Linked DNA regions of Pan troglodytes: region 1 is linked to region 2. The links are chromatin contacts, called in public Hi-C maps. All regions are on one chromosome and are shown on one strand. Each heading gives the region's core, a stretch centred on a gene start, on an enhancer-like site or on the middle of the called end of the contact. The rest is flanking DNA. Distances are from core to core; before and after follow the strand shown. Region 1 holds the start of EPHA4 (EPH receptor A4). Region 2 overlaps EPHA4 (EPH receptor A4).

Region 1 (5,370 bases), core at 413-2,912, 150 kb before region 2:
GAGGTCAAGGAACTTAAAGACACACAGCTAGAAAAAGCCCAGCTAAAGTATCAAATTGGGGTTGTCTGAACTGAAAGTTCTGGTTCTCTAAAAGAGAACTCAGGGAGTCATTGGAGCACTATGGGCAGGTTCCATTTTTTTCACAAAAAATCCACCAGGATGCCTAGAAAAAGCAGAGTGGATTCATCTTCTTATTCTCTCTGTCTCTCCAGTCTTTCATACACCCTCCTTATCATTATTTGTCTACGGGTCAAAGGCTCCTTTCTCTTTACTTTGGTGAAATTGGCCCTCCACATACAGGTGGAAACCCTGGGATGCTTGGTGCTATTTACAAACGTCTTTTACGGATTAAAAACACCTTTGGAATTCAATCTTAATTCAATTCAGCATTTGCAAGGTACTTCATAGCTCAAACGTTTGTGGTAGGCACTGTATAAAAAAAGTATATCATTGTTTTCAGATTATTCAATTACTATTTTCATTAAGTGTGTAAGCAGATATGTTTTGACATGTTTCTTAGTGGATTCAAAATAACCCCAAATTTTTACTGTAGTAAGACTTGTCTTACTCAAGAGTAAAGCAATTTTATTTTAAAATTAGGTGATTTTAGGTACTTTTTTAAAGGTATGATATTCCATTGTATCCTTATGACTCCGTTGATGTGTCGTAAACAGTCTCCAACATTTGAAAACTCCAGGTTGTCTTCCCATAATGTGGGTGGTTTTCTGCATTGATGGTAGACAAAGGCCACCGTCATTTTAAAAATTTTGCCTTACTCTTCAAGGAATCATATCTCCTAGGTTAGAACACCTTTGTTCTAGGTAGTCACAATGGACAGAGGAATTTTCAGCAGCTCATTTCTGTTCTGCAACCCAGAAATGATTTAAAGAGGAAGTTATAGTTCAGTTTTTCCAAGTTAGCATTTCCTGCTTCTTGGTTCTCCTGATTATCGGGCTGCCTTGGGTCCTGAACTAAAACATAGGAAGAAAAAAGGGGAAGTCAGTGAATGTGCTCTAGCAAATGATGCCTTGCTTTCAGGCAGCTGTGTCTGGAAAGACTTTGTTTAATATTCAATGTGCATATCCTGGGGAAAAAAATGGTACATGTTTTAGAAATTTTACTGTTTATAACAATGCAGGCAGTCAGTTTCCCATTTCAAACACAGATAGATATATGCAACACTCAAGCTCCTGCAGAGAGGCAGCCAGCATCTATTGTTTAAAAAGATTTCAAAGAATTCGGATTGCTCTTTTCTCTTTTGAATCTGTGTGCCAAATGACAGGGACCAATATTCGTCTTCTTTTTCTGTAAAACTCAGAAAGACACATGAAAGAACCCAGAAATGCATTTCTTAAAGGGATTTAGTGCAGTTATTTTAAATAATTTATGCACGCACACACACATACATATATCCCCCGAGTACATATTTTTTCCCTTTTTACTTGTGTGCAATCAGTAGCTACAATAACTGAATTCCACTTCTTTGGACTGTGACATTTAAGCAAATCTTGTATCTAGAAACCGAAATGCCCAGAGTCTCGCACAAGCTGTTCGTCTGGGCCACCAACTCACACAGCCGCCGCCCAGCGCCTCGGCACGCGTGCTCATCTTGTGTAAAAGTAAAAGTTGCTCATGTCATTAGCTCGGCTCTGAGTTTGCATGAGAAACCAGCGCAGCTCTCGAGCCACGGGAGAAAACACGATCTGCTGCGGAGCCCAGTGACCTGAAACTGTAGCAGTGACTCGAGACCTGTCCTCTCCTCGACGTCGCCCTACAACCCTCCCGCTTTATTTAGGATCCGCTTTTCCGAGAGCAGCCACTCAGGCAACCCCCGGAAGGTTTGTTAGGAGTTTCTCCTTGAAACGCTTTCCGATTCCATCTTTTGAAATCCAGCAGGCGAGAGTCACGACAGACTCCAGGACCTCTCGAGCGCTGTCCGCAGCCCCACGGTAGGAGTAGCCCTAGTGCACGAGACTTGGCGGTGGCTGAAAAGCTCGCCCAAACGCACGCACCACCTCTCTGCGGGGTTGCGGATTGCGGGTTGCGGTCTTTGTCCGCTCGCCCTTCCTCCGGGGCCGCACACTCCCGCATCTTGCCGGCAGGTGGCGCGGTTGGCTCACGATGAGCTGCGGCCGGGGCTGGAGAGGCTCCTCCACCTCCCAGCGGCCGCCCGGCCGCCGGGACCCAGGCTCCCCAGGAAAACTCGGCCCTGTTCTGGAGGAAGTCAGAGGAGGGGAGGCCTGGGAAGGGGAAGGGAGGCCTCATTGCTAGGAATCAGTGCTCCTGCCAGCGCCTGGGGAAATGCACCGAGTGGCGTTGGGGACCGGTCCCTGGGACACCGGCTGCGCTGCCTTCGCCGGACCGCTCTTAGGTGGCCGCGTCCACGGCTCGGGCATCGGGAAAAGACCACAGCCCGATGGTGCCAGTGCCCCCGGGGCCGGAGCAGCCGGGCGGGGCTCTGCGGGTCCTCCTGCTCGCCGTCTTCTCCCGGGGCAGGGAGGGCTGCCCCGGCTAGGTCGGAGCGGAGAGTCGCAGCAGCCGCTCCGGGCAGCTTCCCAGTCCCAGTCCGCCTTGTCTGTGCGGCTGCAAATCCCCGCACCCACACTTAAGCCTTTCACTTCTACCCCACCGCTCCCGGACGGGCTAGGCCCGGTTCCAGGGACTCGCCCCAACCCTGCCCCCGGGAAATCCACAACTGGTTCCCTGCAGCCCAAGGCCATCTCGGGGCGTCCTGGGCCCTGGGCGAGGTCCACGGCGTGTGCAGGGTGACGGGGCCAGCGGGGACTTCCTTAGTGCTAGAAAGTCATTCGTTCAGTCTCTGGAGACAGTGACGGAGCCCTGCTGCGGGCTGGACGTTGGGGACCAAGTAGGTCCCCGCTCTCCAGGCATCTGGGGAGCCAGGGAAGAAGCGAGTGATAGAGCCACAAAACTCCCCGCAAAGAGTATTTCAGAGGGGGAAGCGCCATAAAGACAAAACAGGGCAAGGTGGCAGAGGGTGGCGGTGGCAGGCGCGCGTCTGCAGCTCAGCCCGGGCGCGCTGGACGCAGACACGTCGACCCTCCTAAAGAAGCAACCGCAGGTCAGCTTAGACTTCTTTTATTTCAGTAAAAGAGCGTTTTCCTCCATCTTAAACCGCCCGTGGTGGGAGAAAAGGTTGCCAACCTCTTCTCTGGCTCCCCTCGGTCAATTCCGAGCTTTTCGAAGGTCCCTCCGCTGTCCAGGGGCTCGACCTTCGAGGTAACATGGGGGATCCCGCTGGCTCCCTCCGGCAGGCGGGGGCGGGGACCCGGCCGTGCTCGCCCCCTCGAGCCCCGGGAGACCGGGCGCCCGGTGGAGCCCGGAGGGGGCGGAACCCTGGGGCGGGCCCTGCGCGGTGAAGGCGGGGCCTCGGCCGCCCTGTCTGCGCCGCCATTGGCCGCGGGCCGCGGACTGGCGGGCTCACGTCACCGGCCGGGCCCGCCCCCTTGGCAATGTCTTCAGCCCGCTGCTCTCCTAACTTAAGCATTTATTCCACTGGGATAGAAGCGGCAAGAGCAGCGTTGGCACCGGCGAACCATGGCTGGGATTTTCTATTTCGCCCTATTTTCGTGTCTCTTCGGGATTTGCGACGCTGTCACAGGTTCCAGGGTGTACCCCGCGAATGAAGGTAAGAGCGGGACGGCCTTTCTGTGGTCGGGGACGGCGAGGGGCCATCGCGGGTGAGGGGTCCTCAGGAGCGCAGGGCCAGGTGGTGCGGGGGGAGCCCAGTGTGAAGTGCGTCCCGATTCGGGAGAAGGGGGCTGAGGCGAGGAGATCGGCGAAGGGGCAGCGGGGAACCGCCGGACAGCCTGCCCCGAGGCGGTGACCCGTGCACGCGGCGGGTCTGTCCAAGTTTGTAACCAAAGGCCAAAGTTTATCAGCATCCGCCAGAGAGGCCCGCTCGAGGCGCCCTGAGGGGATGCACGGGAGACAACGCCGGGATTTAAAAAAAAAAAAAAAAATTACAAGAACCACGTCCTCTCCTGAGCCAGCCCGGGGCGAGGGGAAAACGCAGCCTGGAGCACAGTGAAAGCTTGGTGCTCCCGGATTCTAGCGAAAGCCTTTCGAGCTCTGGTTTCTGCAAAGTTTCCCGAGCCCTGCGTTTCTCGGGACCGGGCTGCGGGGCCTGCTCCGCAGCGCAGCGGTCGTGGCGCCGCTCGTCAGGCGCCAGTGACCTGATTTCTAGCACCCGGAGTCAGACACCTTTCTCCTCGCCAAGCCCAGCGCCCCGAGGGTGCGATTGCGGGCCTGAGGGGCCCGAGCTCTTCGCCCCGCAGACTTGGGGAACCCGCCGGCAAGTTGAACGCAGTCGAGTTTTAGCTTTTCGCCCCAGAATTGCACACAGTTTAGAGCTAACGTGCGGGATCGACGGGACCCGTCTGGGTGCTCAGTTTTCTGTGCATCCGTTCGGACGTGCTGGGAGGATTATATGTGCCTGTGTGTCTGTGTCGGGAGGTGGGGCGGGGCGGGGGGGCGGTGATCATTTAGTTTCTGAGAAACCCAGGGAGAGGCGAATTTGTGTGTGTGTGTGTGTGTGTGGTGTGTGTGTGCATGTCTGCGTGTGTGTGCATGTCTGCATGTGTTGTGTGTGTGCATGTCTGTGCATGTCTGCGTGTGTGTGCATGTCTGCGTGTGTGTGCCTGTGTGTGTGTGCGCGCGCGTGCAACTGCGTGTATGTAGGTGCGCGAATGCCTGCGTGGAAGCGGACGCGGAGGATTGTATGTCTGTGCGCAGATGTCCTGAGTGTGTGCGCGTGTGTTCGAGTGTATGCTCGTGCTCTGTTCCAGCGTATGCTGGTGCTCCGGCCTGCGTGCATCTAGTCTCACATCCGTCTCTCATTCTTCTCCTTTCCGGCATCCATCTATCTGTCCGTCCGTCCATCCGTCTATCCATCCATCCATGCATCCATCCATCTCTCCGTGCATCCGTCCGTCCGTCCATGCATCCATCCATAATGCATCCATCCATATATCTGTCCGTCCGTCCGTCCATCCATCCATCCCTCCATCCATCCACCCATTCATCTATCCATCCATCCACCCATCCATCCATCCGTTCATCTTTCCATCTCTCCAGACATCCGTCAATCCATCCCTGTGCAATCTATCGTTTTCTCTGTTCCGAAGGAGGGAGCCAAAAACCAACTTAGCCTTGGCTGGGCAGCCGGTACCCGGAGCTCTCCAGACGGAGGCTCTGAGAGATTTATACACCTGCCCACAGACATCGCTTGGGAGGAAAGGGGCGCTCTCTCGCCCTCTGGATCTCCCCTCTCCTTCCGACGTGGCTTCTGGTGGTTCTGGTGCCATCTCGGCCGTCGCCGCCCCTCGGTCCCTAGGGTTATTCATTCCCCCT
Region 2 (5,817 bases), core at 532-3,031:
CTTTCTCCTGAAAACTTAGACTAAAGATTCTAGAAAAGAAGGAAAACACATTACATGAAAAAAAAGAGAACTGTGGAATAGATAGTAGAGATACCCTATATTCTCCGCCAGGTTTTCAAATCCCTGTCATTAGCAACTACACAAAATGCTCAATGGTCTGTCCAGCTCTTTTCAAATAACACTGAAAAGGGCTGAATTAACATTTCACCTCTGCCACTTGGTCACTATGTGAACTAAAAAAAATAAAAAAGTCTCCTACTATTGTGAGGCTATTTCTTGTTCTTCTGTTCTCCAAGAGGGTGAAATAGATGACTATAAGGCCTCCTTTCCAGATCTAGCTGACTTCTCTTCCACCTTTTAGATCTTCAGCACCAGAGCCCATGTATTTTGTCTGAGGGTCCATTCAAGGCCAGTTTTTTGGTGTTTGGTACTTCTTCTGTTAGCATAAGTCATTCAACCACTACTATCACATAGCATCTGCTTTGCCCCAAGGTACAGAACAAGTTGAGGTATTAGATACACTATTATCAGTTCTAAATTCTTTTTGCTGATGGTACTTAAATAGCTTTGAAGCTTATTATGGCTTACCTATAATGAGATGTAGTATAACATGGTATGTGATTCAGCACAAAATTAGGCTAACATCATGGTGTGCCACCAAGAGCACAGAGGCTTCCAGAACAAGCTGAAGAACCACCCTTAAAGTTAATTGACATCGAGTGAAGATATTTTCGTTGTAAGGTCATATTGACCTTGTCGGTGCTCAGAGCCTACATCTTCCTCATTAATGCTTTTGGCTTAAAGTCAGAAGTAAATGCAAACTATTGGCTTTTGTCTAATAACAAATATTATTGCTATATATCCGCACTCAATTAAATGTCCAAAATTCTATGTGGTAACATTTGTTGTTGACTCAAAATTGAAAGAATAATTATATCTTGATTATTTTTGCTGTAAACATTTACAGAATTGTACTTAGAAAATCAAACTTATATTGAAATAATGGACACAAAAGAAAGGTTACAATGGCAAGGTATTATTTGGACACGAAACTGACTGATAAAACAAATCTTTGTCAAAATATTTATATAAACAAGAAATAATACAAATCAAGTCAATTTAGATAAAAATGAAAAATTTAAAAATTGAATTGGATTAATTCTGCTATGTAGAAAATTAAAGCATTATATCGACTTAATTTTGTTTTTACAAGGAAAGAGTTTTTTGGTTGAAAATTTAGTAGTAATGATATAATTGTGATTTAAATGTTTGTACTTAAACATAGTATCATGTTGAAAATCAGGTCAAAATGTTAAGATCAAACACATTCTGTAATTTTTAGGAAAAACAGAAGTTCAAAAACTATGACTTAACAAGTAGCAGTATTTTTCTACAGGTTATTATAAGTAAAGGTAGTATAAAATACCCCCATGAAGGCCTACTCTATGGTTATTCAGCAATTGGGTGATGAAGATAACTAACTATAATTCGCTTAATAGTTTTTATTAGTAAATGATTTTTTATATGTCAATATCATTAGGAAAGGCAGAATTCCAGCCTGTAATTGCTTGTGACAGTGACCTAATAGAAAACACCTGGCCTAAGAAATGAGTAAACTAATAAATAAGTTAATAAGAAGTGCTTTGAATTTGTTGAAATCATTATTCAGGAACCCCAGCAAGGGAATACGAGAAGCACATTCCACAATCCAAACAGTGATCAAAGTGGCCATTCTTCTGCCAGCCTTGGCACTCGTGCTGGTCAGGCATGGGTTGATTAAAGAGGGGATTAACTCCCTGCTGTCCCAAGTTTGTTTGAATGCCCCAAGCCTGCCTGCAGACTAGGCTGGAAGCATGCTGGACTTGAATTCTTGCTGTTTTCTCTGCTTCAATCCAGTCTGGCAGGTGGCAAGCTCGCAGTTTTCCTTACTCATCCTTCACTAGGGTTTCCATAGTTGCTGAACGAAAGTCTGTAATATTCAGTACTGGCAGGGACTGGACTCTTTCTGCAAAGATTGAACAGGTTTCGGCCATGAGGACTCTCCCAGTCTTCACCCCAGGCTAGGGTGTTAAAAGACCTGCTATGAGCATGAATGCCCTCAGAGGGCCACATAAAACAAGCGCAGGAAATAGAATTAAGAAAAAATAGGATGATTGATACATGCTTTAGCAGCTTTGTGAAGTTAAGAGCAAAATATTGCATGGTTACATTTAACAACAATTGTTCCATTTAAAACCTTCTCTTAGCTTTTCGGTTCTCCTTGCCTATTTGAGGCAATCAGATTTCTGAGTCTTCTTGTCTCACTGGTAGCTCCGTTCTGCTTATATTTTCTTGTTCTCTTTCTAGACCTAACACTGCCTTGTTGGATCCAAGCTCCCCTGAATTCTCTGCTGTGGTATCCGTGGGCGATTGGCTCCAGGCCATTAAAATGGACCGGTATAAGGATAACTTCACAGCTGCTGGTTATACCACACTAGAGGCTGTGGTGCACGTGAACCAGGAGTAAGTACTCAACGATGTAACACGAAAGGGTAAATCTAGATTTAATAGTATTTTCTTTTTTTTGCTTTGAGCTGCGTAATCATCCTACTCATTAAAAAAAAAAAAATCTGGAATGCCTCTCATTTTGATTGAGTATAATTTTACACAGCCTCTATAAAGTATCTACATTCTTGCATTAAATTGCTTAATGAAACATTTTAATACACCTGCCTTGTTGTGCTGTATTAATTGTGGCTGATTCAAACGTGTGTCTGCATGAAGCCCAAGAAAAGAGATTGTCAGTCCCCGTGACTTCTTCTGTCCCTTTTTTGTCGCCCTATGTACAGGGACCTGGCAAGAATTGGTATCACAGCCATCACGCACCAGAATAAGATTTTGAGCAGTGTCCAGGCAATGCGAACCCAAATGCAGCAGATGCACGGCAGAATGGTTCCCGTCTGAGCCAGTACTGAATAAACTCAAAACTCTTGAAATTAGTTTACCTCATCCATGCACTTTAATTGAAGAACTGCACTTTTTTTACTTCGTCTTCGCCCTCTGAAATTAAAGAAATGAAAAAAAAAACAATATCTGCAGCGTTGCTTGGTGTACAGATTGCTGAAACTGTGGGGCTTACAGAAATGACTGCCGGTCATTTGAATGAGACCTGGAACAAATCGTTTCTCAGAAGTACTTTTCTGTTCATCACCAGTCTGTAAAATACATGTACCTATAGAAATAGAACACTGCCTCTGAGTTTTGATGCTGTATTTGCTGCCGGACACTGAGCTTCTGAGACATCCCTGATTCTCTCTCCATTTGGAATTACAACCATTGTATTTTGTTTGTGGCATAAATTACAGTCATCTGTCTTTCACTGGAATGAAGACCATGCCTAGGAACATTTTTTAAGGACTCAGCTGTGGCTTTTAGGGCTTGGTTCATACCATGGGGGAAAAAAAAATCCTAGGAGAAAGCGACGTGGCTCATTAGTGTTGCCTCTTCAGTGCTCAAGCCGCCTGGTGGATTCCTATGACACAGGGGGCCTGGAAAGAAAGGGAAAGTGGATTTAAAATATATATATACGTAACCCAAGCCCCATAACCCCTAACTGGACAAATGAGGTCTGTTTCTTTGGGCCTGAGGCTGTGCCATATAAAGTCTTATTTTGGGACTTTACAAACTTGTCCTAACTATCTTGTGGATAGTGGGCTGTGACAATCTGGAATAGAGAACGTTCATACTTCGCTCCTTTAAAGAAGCGACCCCAGATCTGCAAGGTAAGTCCAACAACCAAGAATGAATTTTTCTCCAGTGAAAACTCCTTTTGTGTTTTAAACTTGATCTCATTCGAAATACTGAAAACAGAAAAATACTCTCTCGTGTCTCTCAGGTTGTGTTGATGTTTTTCAGGATTTCAGTCCTTTTTTGACAGTGAAAGAGGAGACCAAACACAGTGTGGTTTCCCTGCTATTCTTCCAGGGAGAAGTGACATATGAACCAGATGAGGTCAGGCTCTGAGGGATGGTCCTAGATGCTCACTGGCTGTTGACTGTGTGCTTTCCATCACGAAGGGCTCCTCCTGTCCTTTGGTGCCATTCATTCATGGTACACGTATTTATTATCTTCTGGGCACCAGGCAGCAAGCACAGGAGGCTTTCTCTCTAACCTTGTTAGGTCATGGGTCCCGTCCTTTGGAGAGTTTACCTCATTGGAGAAGTACTGGCGAGACTTTTCCATTAGCCTCATTTTCTGTCCTGCTCCAGGAAACTCCATCCCCAAACAGGGCCAAAGAGGATTTACCAAGATGCCAGTGGTGAGACTTGGAACTCGCCTCGGCTTCCTCATGATCAGAAAGTTGAACTACTGAAAAATGCACTGCTCATCCATAAACCTATTAGCTTTCAATGCTTCTGTTTTTATATACCAGCATTGAGTTTGTTCATTCCTAGAAACAAAGGACATAACTTTGGACTGGACACATTTTAACTTTTCATTCTTTTTTTTTTTTTTGAGTTATTTCATTTTTATCACTTTTAAACAAGAGTTGCTGATTTTAACGACCTTTCTTTCCCCTTGGTTGTATCCTGAAAGCTATTTCTTATAGAGCAAGGAATGTTAAATTTGATGCTGTCAAATCATGACAGTTTAGTAAAAACCTTTTTTGCAACATAAGTTGTAAAAGCTTTTCTGTTCAGAAGGAATGTGAAATTTGTTTTTAAAACTACTCCAACAATCTTTGTTTTATCACCACTTTTGCAGAAGTCTAGGAGTTCTGGATATTCATGTTAAAAGCTGACAAATGTAGGACTTTTTTGTTTCTTTTGCTTGCTTGGTAAAAAAAAAAAAATTATTATTATTATGATTATTACTATTTGAGACAAAGTCTCACTCTGTTGCCCAGGCTGGAGTGCAGTGGTGCAATCTTGGCTCACTGCAACCTTGGCCTCCTGGGCTCAAGCAATTCTGCCTCAGCCTCCCAAGTAGCTGGGATTACAGGCACCCACCACCCAGGCCTGGCTAATTTTTGTATTTTTAGTGGAGACGGGGTTTCACCATGTTGACCAGGCTGGTCTCGAACTCTTGATCTCAGACAATCCACCTGCCTCAGCCTCCCAAAGTGTTGGGATTACAGGCGTCGGTCACTGCGCCCAGCTGGCATTGTATTTTAACTAACTGGCATTGTATTTTAACTAACAACAGAATGTTACCTTGTGTACACTGAGTAATTAAAAGTTTTTTTTTTCTTAAAGTCTACAACTTAAGACAAGGTATTTTCTAAACACTGAACATATTAAAAGCAGACCATTTCAAAAGAGAACATGTCCATTCTGAAATAGCCTAACAACATTATATACTATGCTGGTGTTGTTTTGTTCCTGCTCAGCAGGTATTTCTGTAAATGAAGTAATCAGGGAAGGATCAAAGGAGAGGTGAAGTATGAAATCTTATTTTATTCAAAGGTCGCCGTCTGAATCTTCAAAATTTCAACATATGCATATATTAGAGTCAAGGCCGATGCAAAGGCCAAAAAAGGACTTTCCAAGTGCCTAAAATAATATCCAGCAACAGTAGAAGTGTTAACTCTCTCCACTACCTCCATGAAGTTTTAGAAGAGAAATGTGAGAACAATAGGAATGATGCTGTTTCCCAGGGCGCAGAGCCAGACTCTGGCATCCGGACAGCTATGGATTCTAAAGCCAACTGAAATGTTGACACTGGGAAATTCACTCCACTTTTCTTTATAACTCAGTTCCTCCACCTGGAAATTAGAGAGATAATGATACCTTAATAATAACACCTTTCCTAATGCATGGTGTTGTTGCAAGTGTGTAT

What was found. Hi-C and Micro-C count contacts between places; a contact is called where the count stands out from the background.
Region 1: a Hi-C map of stem cell-derived neural progenitor cells shows a contact between it and region 2, with 2.4 times the contacts expected there. The contact joins the promoter of EPHA4 here to the enhancer-like site in region 2. A contact is called at or near these places in 1 of 7 Hi-C or Micro-C datasets (stem cell-derived neural progenitor cells) and 1 of 1 datasets of contacts at active chromatin or transcription factors (stem cell-derived excitatory neurons).

What each region holds. Positions count from the first base shown.
Region 1 is chr13:123,819,299-123,824,668 of NHGRI_mPanTro3-v2.0_pri, reverse strand. It overlaps EPHA4 (EPH receptor A4), which reads left to right and starts at 1,662. Exons shown (of 19, transcript XM_009444396.5): 1 at 1,662-1,838; 2 at 3,523-3,646. The coding sequence starts at 3,556.
Region 2 is chr13:123,672,130-123,677,946 of NHGRI_mPanTro3-v2.0_pri, reverse strand. It overlaps EPHA4 (EPH receptor A4), which reads left to right. Exons shown (of 19, transcript XM_009444396.5): 17 at 2,347-2,502; 18 at 2,829-3,761. The coding sequence ends at 2,943. Among named protein-coding and RNA genes, the nearest start is that of EPHA4, 150 kb to the left of the region's middle. Within about 2 kb of position 1,781, at least 6 of the 24 cell types and tissues checked have an H3K27ac peak or open chromatin away from gene starts, as enhancers often do. A contact at or near this core is called in stem cell-derived neural progenitor cells, where this site is marked.